Regions from separate parts of the Triticum aestivum genome. Here region 1 is linked to region 2. Evidence: chromatin contacts called from public Hi-C data. All regions are on one chromosome and are shown on one strand. Each heading gives the region's core, a stretch centred on a gene start, on an enhancer-like site or on the middle of the called end of the contact. The rest is flanking DNA. Distances are from core to core; before and after follow the strand shown.

Evidence for each region. Hi-C and Micro-C count contacts between places; a contact is called where the count stands out from the background.
Region 1: a Hi-C map of leaf shows a contact between it and region 2, with 4 times the contacts expected there. The contact joins the enhancer-like site here to the promoter of LOC123143841 in region 2. A contact is called at or near these places in 2 of 5 Hi-C or Micro-C datasets (both in leaf) and 1 of 1 datasets of contacts at active chromatin or transcription factors (leaf).

The regions. Positions count from the first base shown.
Region 1 is chr6D:102,647,380-102,650,079 of IWGSC CS RefSeq v2.1, reverse strand. No RefSeq gene overlaps it. Among protein-coding and RNA genes, the nearest start is that of LOC123142496, 35 kb to the left of the region's middle. Within about 2 kb of position 1,334, at least 2 of the 8 cell types and tissues checked have an H3K27ac peak or open chromatin away from gene starts, as enhancers often do. A contact at or near this core is called in leaf, where this site is marked.
Region 2 is chr6D:102,003,504-102,006,203 of IWGSC CS RefSeq v2.1, reverse strand. LOC123143841 (VIN3-like protein 2) reads left to right here and starts at 1,308. Exons shown (of 4, transcript XM_044562847.1): 1 at 1,308-1,528. The coding sequence starts at 1,510.

The DNA of each region.
Region 1 (2,700 bases), core at 85-2,584, 640 kb before region 2:
CTTGCATGGTTGACCCTTCTGAAACATATGCATGTGTGGCCTCACGTGTGACTAAAATTATATTTCAGTGTACCATGCATCTCATTTCCTGCATGGTGTTGTACTTTGTAGAAATGCATGCTTTGGTTATTCGAATTTTCCGCCATGGACAAAGCTCGAGGAGTTCCTTGAGAGGAGAGGCTTGGATGAAGGTTTGGACAGCGACACCATCTCGAGAGTACATGGTTTGGAAAGGCCATGACCAGAGTGTGTAGTTTTTGCGCAACGCAAGACCGGATTTTTAATTGGCATGCTGAATTCTGCTGTGCCATTTCTTCTAGAACTGCTGCTAGTTTAGACAGCCGAGGAACTTGAGCAACCCATGGCGACGAGAAGTGCATGGATAAACCCGGGTGCATATGAACCCACTTTGAAAACATGTTTCTAAATGCTAAAGAAATCTGAAAAAGGTTGCATGGGTACGTGTCCAAGTTCTATGTGCGTGCATAAAGTTTCACGGAAAAATAACTTTTTTTGCGGCCTATGCAAAAAAGACAAAAAATTGTGTCATGGAACGCTATTTAGAAGCACCGAAATTTATCTTTTTTACGGAGACAAAACAAAAAGACATTTTTCACAAAACTTTGCGCCATGCACACACATTTATGACCACGTATGCATGAAATTTTCTTTTGATTATTTTGAGATTTCAAAACGTGATTAAAATGCATTTTTTAAAAAGTGGGTGCAGATGCCCCTGCGTTCAGATCGTGCCCACTCCCATGGCGACCCATTACTCTGTACCCAGTTTGTAAATAGAGGTGGGCAGGTGGCCGTGACCTGTTGCAACTGCCACTTATTTATCCTTCGAGGGCCTGCTCAAGTTAATAGCTGGATACTGAGGTTGAACATGATTTGTTTTTTAATTTCTTCTTCTATCTATGCAAATGTATCCAAAACCCATCGCCGGTCAGATCTGAATCTTAACCAAAGCAAGAAAAAAAATTGGTCTTTTCATGAGGTGTTTTCTGTGATCTTCAAGTTGGAGACCAGCTTTACCACTCATCTTTTGAGTGATCTACAGTAGTACATCTACCACCACCTCTTCCATTTGATTGCCCTGACATGTTATCTACCCAGCGTATAATTACAGTCGGAACGCAAAGGCCGGCTGCCAACTAAACTCCGGGAAAGAAGTTTCGGAAAACGACGTTGATGCATCACGAGTTCATTGCGTCTTCATTCATAGGATTAAGTGTGGCTGCAGTTAGCTGCTGGGATTGGAGCAGATCGGGATGGGGCCGGCCGGTTGAGTCTGCTCAAAGCCTATCCATGCACACCGGAGCGGACGGCGGTATGTGCACTGAGACTGACGTTTCTGCGGCGATCTTTGTCGCAGAGTGTGGTGGACGGCATCGATCGCCTATAGTTTGTTTGAGACCTTTTTATCTCTTCTTCCATCTATGCAAATGAATCCAAAATCCATCTTTGGTCAGATCTTTTGTCATATCTAGTATTATTTTTTGTGGGATTTGCTACGTCTAGTTTGCGGGTTTTCATGGATTTCCCTAGAACTGGTGCTGGATGATTGTTATTTTTTGTTTTTTGCTTGTTTGTAAATATTTGATTAATGAAATGAAAATACCCTAGAACAATTGTTCTTTGCTTTATGGTTCAAAAAAATCTAAAGCAAGAAAAAATTAGTCTTTTCCTGAGATGTTTTCCGTGATCTTCACTTTGGAGACCAACTTTATCACTGATATTTTGACTCATCCACATCTACTACCACCAATACGATTGATTGCCCGGCCATGTTATCTACCCAACATATAATTATGGTCGGAAAGGCCGGCTGCCAACTAAACTCTGGTGGGGAAAGTTTTGGAAGACGACGTTGATAAATCACGACTATATTTTGTCTTCATTCGTAGGATTAAGTGCGGCTGCAGTTAGCTGCTGGGATTGGAGTAGATCAGGATGGGATCAACCTATTCATGCACAGGAGCTGTCGGCGGTACGTGCACTGAGACCGACATTTCTGCGTCGATCTTTGTCGCGGACAGTGGTGGACGACGTTGATGGCCTACAGTTTGATTGAGATGCCCTGCTTGTGAAATGGACTGTGTGACAAGTGATGGCTCGATCCATGACTCGCTTCTCGTAAGGGAAAATAGTAGCCGCAAGTGTAAGAAAATACTCCCTCCGTCCCACGGAAGGAGTATATGATTAAGCAAACGGCATTGCATTTTTATCTCACCTCCGTGCACATGCTCACATAAAAAAGACAAGAACTTTTTATAAGGAAGAGTTGCTATCGCTGGACGGTGGGCCAAATATGCTAAGAGCGTCTACGGTCGGGCACCAAACGGTCCCCAAATGCCCGGAAGACCGCCCGATCACTAACCAGTCAAAAACCGAACCACCCCGGGGCCTAAAACCAGCCTCGCCCAATTGTAGGGCGAATATGGGGCGGTCCAGGCACGCCCGAGCGCGTCCGCCACATCAGTACGGCCCACCGCCAACCCCAGTCCATCTCAACAAAAACCCAATCCGAGAACCCTACACTCACTTCGCTCCGCTCCCCACCATGTCTTCTCCTCACCTTCTCCGAATCAGTTGATCCAATCCAATCTTCGACGATGTCGAGCTCCGACAGCCGCTCCGACGAGTCCGGCGTTGACGAGGATGAGCTGGGCCTCTGCATTGCGATGCAGCGGGCGC
Region 2 (2,700 bases), core at 59-2,558:
GATGGTGGTCGCGGTCGCAAGAGGGGAACCACAAGGACTTGGAGACGGACACCATCGAACGCTAGGTTTAGGTCTGGTCCCCTTTTTAATGAAAAATGACCGAAATGTAATGAATGCACTCCTGTTTGTATGAAGGTCGTACCAATCTAGGTTGGGAGTTCCAACTGTTTGGAAAGGATCAGGCCATCTTGTGATTGGGCCGTGATGGGCTTAACCCCAGGCCCAATACTTAATCTATGTAGGTAAGGGTAAAAAAAGTTCCTAGGGCCAGCTGGCGAGGGCACACCTATGCCATTGGTTGCACGCGGCCGGATAACACATGTCATCACCTTATTGGTCGAGACGACGTGTCGGCAGTCGGACCACGTCGATGACACCGCACGCGACGTATTCACTGTATCTTAGCTGGAAAGGCGGAAGAGTATTAATGCGATACAACTGGAGACGATTTTCCAAATAAATGACCATACTTTTTTTTGGCGAAAATATCCTCAGATCTATTAGCCGCGGATCGGCATTACAAGCCAACCCTGCAAAATAAAGATATTATAACCAGGTCCCTAGGGAGTCTCGCACCTCAATCCTTCTGGCTGGGTCGATGGCGTGCCGCTGCAATCACTCTGGCAACCTTCTGACTATGAGATTTGAGCGAACCTTGTACATAGATGTGGACGGAGGCTCATCACCGCCAAAACAATCTAGAGGATAACATGAAGTCACCGAATCGGAAACCAACGATGACGATATTGTGATATGAAAAAAATCCTTCTCTTTCAAACATATGAACTTGTACACTATATTTGTTTTCTCTTTAAGTATTTTGCATATGTACGCAATGCGCATCACATATAACTACCATTTGACATATATATGTTGATACAATAAATAATTCACACATCAACCTTTCATCTTCTATTCAACCGATCTATCATAGTATAGACACTCATCGACGGTTGGATGAGTAACACACAATGATGATCAACAGTCTCTCATGCCTTTTGTGCATGTGGAAGGTTACACAAACTTATCAGTTTGTGTGACAATAGACATAGATTGCCCTGTTTTCCATGTCTACGTCCAAAGTGTGAAAGCACACAAGCCGCGGTTGTTAAACCCTGCCTAACCAAAACCAGCTAACACCATCTAACCGCTCTCCGTTTCCCCGTGTTGACCCCCGCGCGATCACACGGGCCTGCCGTCCCGGATGTGGAAAGCCGGGAGGGAGCCGCGCGCGAATACGCGGGAAGGCGGGGGGTGGGACGCAAAAGCGGCGCCCGCCCGCAGGCTTTGGTATCCGTGCGGCTGGGAGCTAACCTCGCGTGCTCGTACTACATACGGGGCGGGGGTAGAGAGAGAAAAAAAGAGAGAGACGCAGAGGAGGAGAGAGAGAGAGAGAGAGAGGGTAGCAGCAGAGGAGGAGAGAGGAGGGCTGAGTCCACGTGAGCCCAGCGGAGGAGGAGGAGGCGGAGGAGGAGCGAGAGATCCCCCTCTCCCTCCCTCTCTCCGGCCATGGATCCTCCCTACGCAGGTCAGCGCCGCCGCGCCTCCCGATTCCTACGCTGTCTTATCTGTCTCTCTGCCATCTGGCCGTCGGCGGCGGCCGGCCTAATGCCGCGCCGCTCGATCTGTTCGTCCGTGCGCCGAATCTGCCGCCCGGCCGGCGCGGATTGGTTCCTCCGTGCCGGTGGCTTCCGGCGAGGCCTCCGGGCCGGGTTTGCGCGTTTCGCGGCGGCAGACGCGCGTCCGGCCCGAGATTTGGCCGTCTTCGCCGGAGGATTCGTCCCCGCGACGCGTCCCGCCGGTTAGCGCGCGGTAAATTCGATCGGTGGTGGTAGTACTAGTCGTTGATGCGTGCGTGGCTGTACCGGTGATGGTTGGTGGGCGGTACGGCGGTGGAGGCGGGGGCGGGGGCAGGGCATGGGGTCGCGGGAGATTTTTACCGCCGGTAGCGCCAGATTCGGCGCTGCATGCGGCGACGGCTACGCGCATTGCGCTCCTTGCGTCCGCGGGAGTCCGCCGGGAACAGTGTCTCCGCGGCTTTACGTCGTTTTCCTGAGGGATTTACGTGTCGATGTCTGGTTTCGAGGGGAAAGCCTCGGTCTTTTGGCCGGTGATTCGGTTCTGGACGCCGGCTGTGTTGAGCCGGCCTTCTGTTTGCATGCATGTGGATGGTCTTATCTGTTTTGTGGTTTCTGCGAGGATGACTGGGGTTAGCAGGATTAAATCTGTTAGGATTCAGCAGGGTGGCGGCAGTCTCTTGCGTTCCATGTCAAGCTGCTGTATATGGGCGCAAGTAGATGGTTTCCATATGCCAACCCTGGTTTCCGGTGTTCGTGCTATTTTTGTTGGGTGGTGTATGTACAATGCACATGTCTTGACTTAATGTGCCTGTGTCTGGTGCCAAGTTCTGAACCTTTGTAGAGAGAATGGCATTGCCAGTCTTAACCCAAAGTTACAGAAGGGCCTCAAAAGAGTTGAACTTTGTCTGGTGCATTTCGAGTTTGTATGGCATTGCAAGATCTTCCTGAAAGTTACTATATTTTTAGGTTACGTATAGTATAGCACTGGAAGATCTTCCTGAAAGTTATATTTTTAGAGTATGTAGTATAGCATTGTAGTCAGTGCCAGCAGCCTTTGGTTGGGTGGTCTTGTGCATGATTGCACTTGTTATGTCGTGTGCAAACTAACTTAACTGTGGTA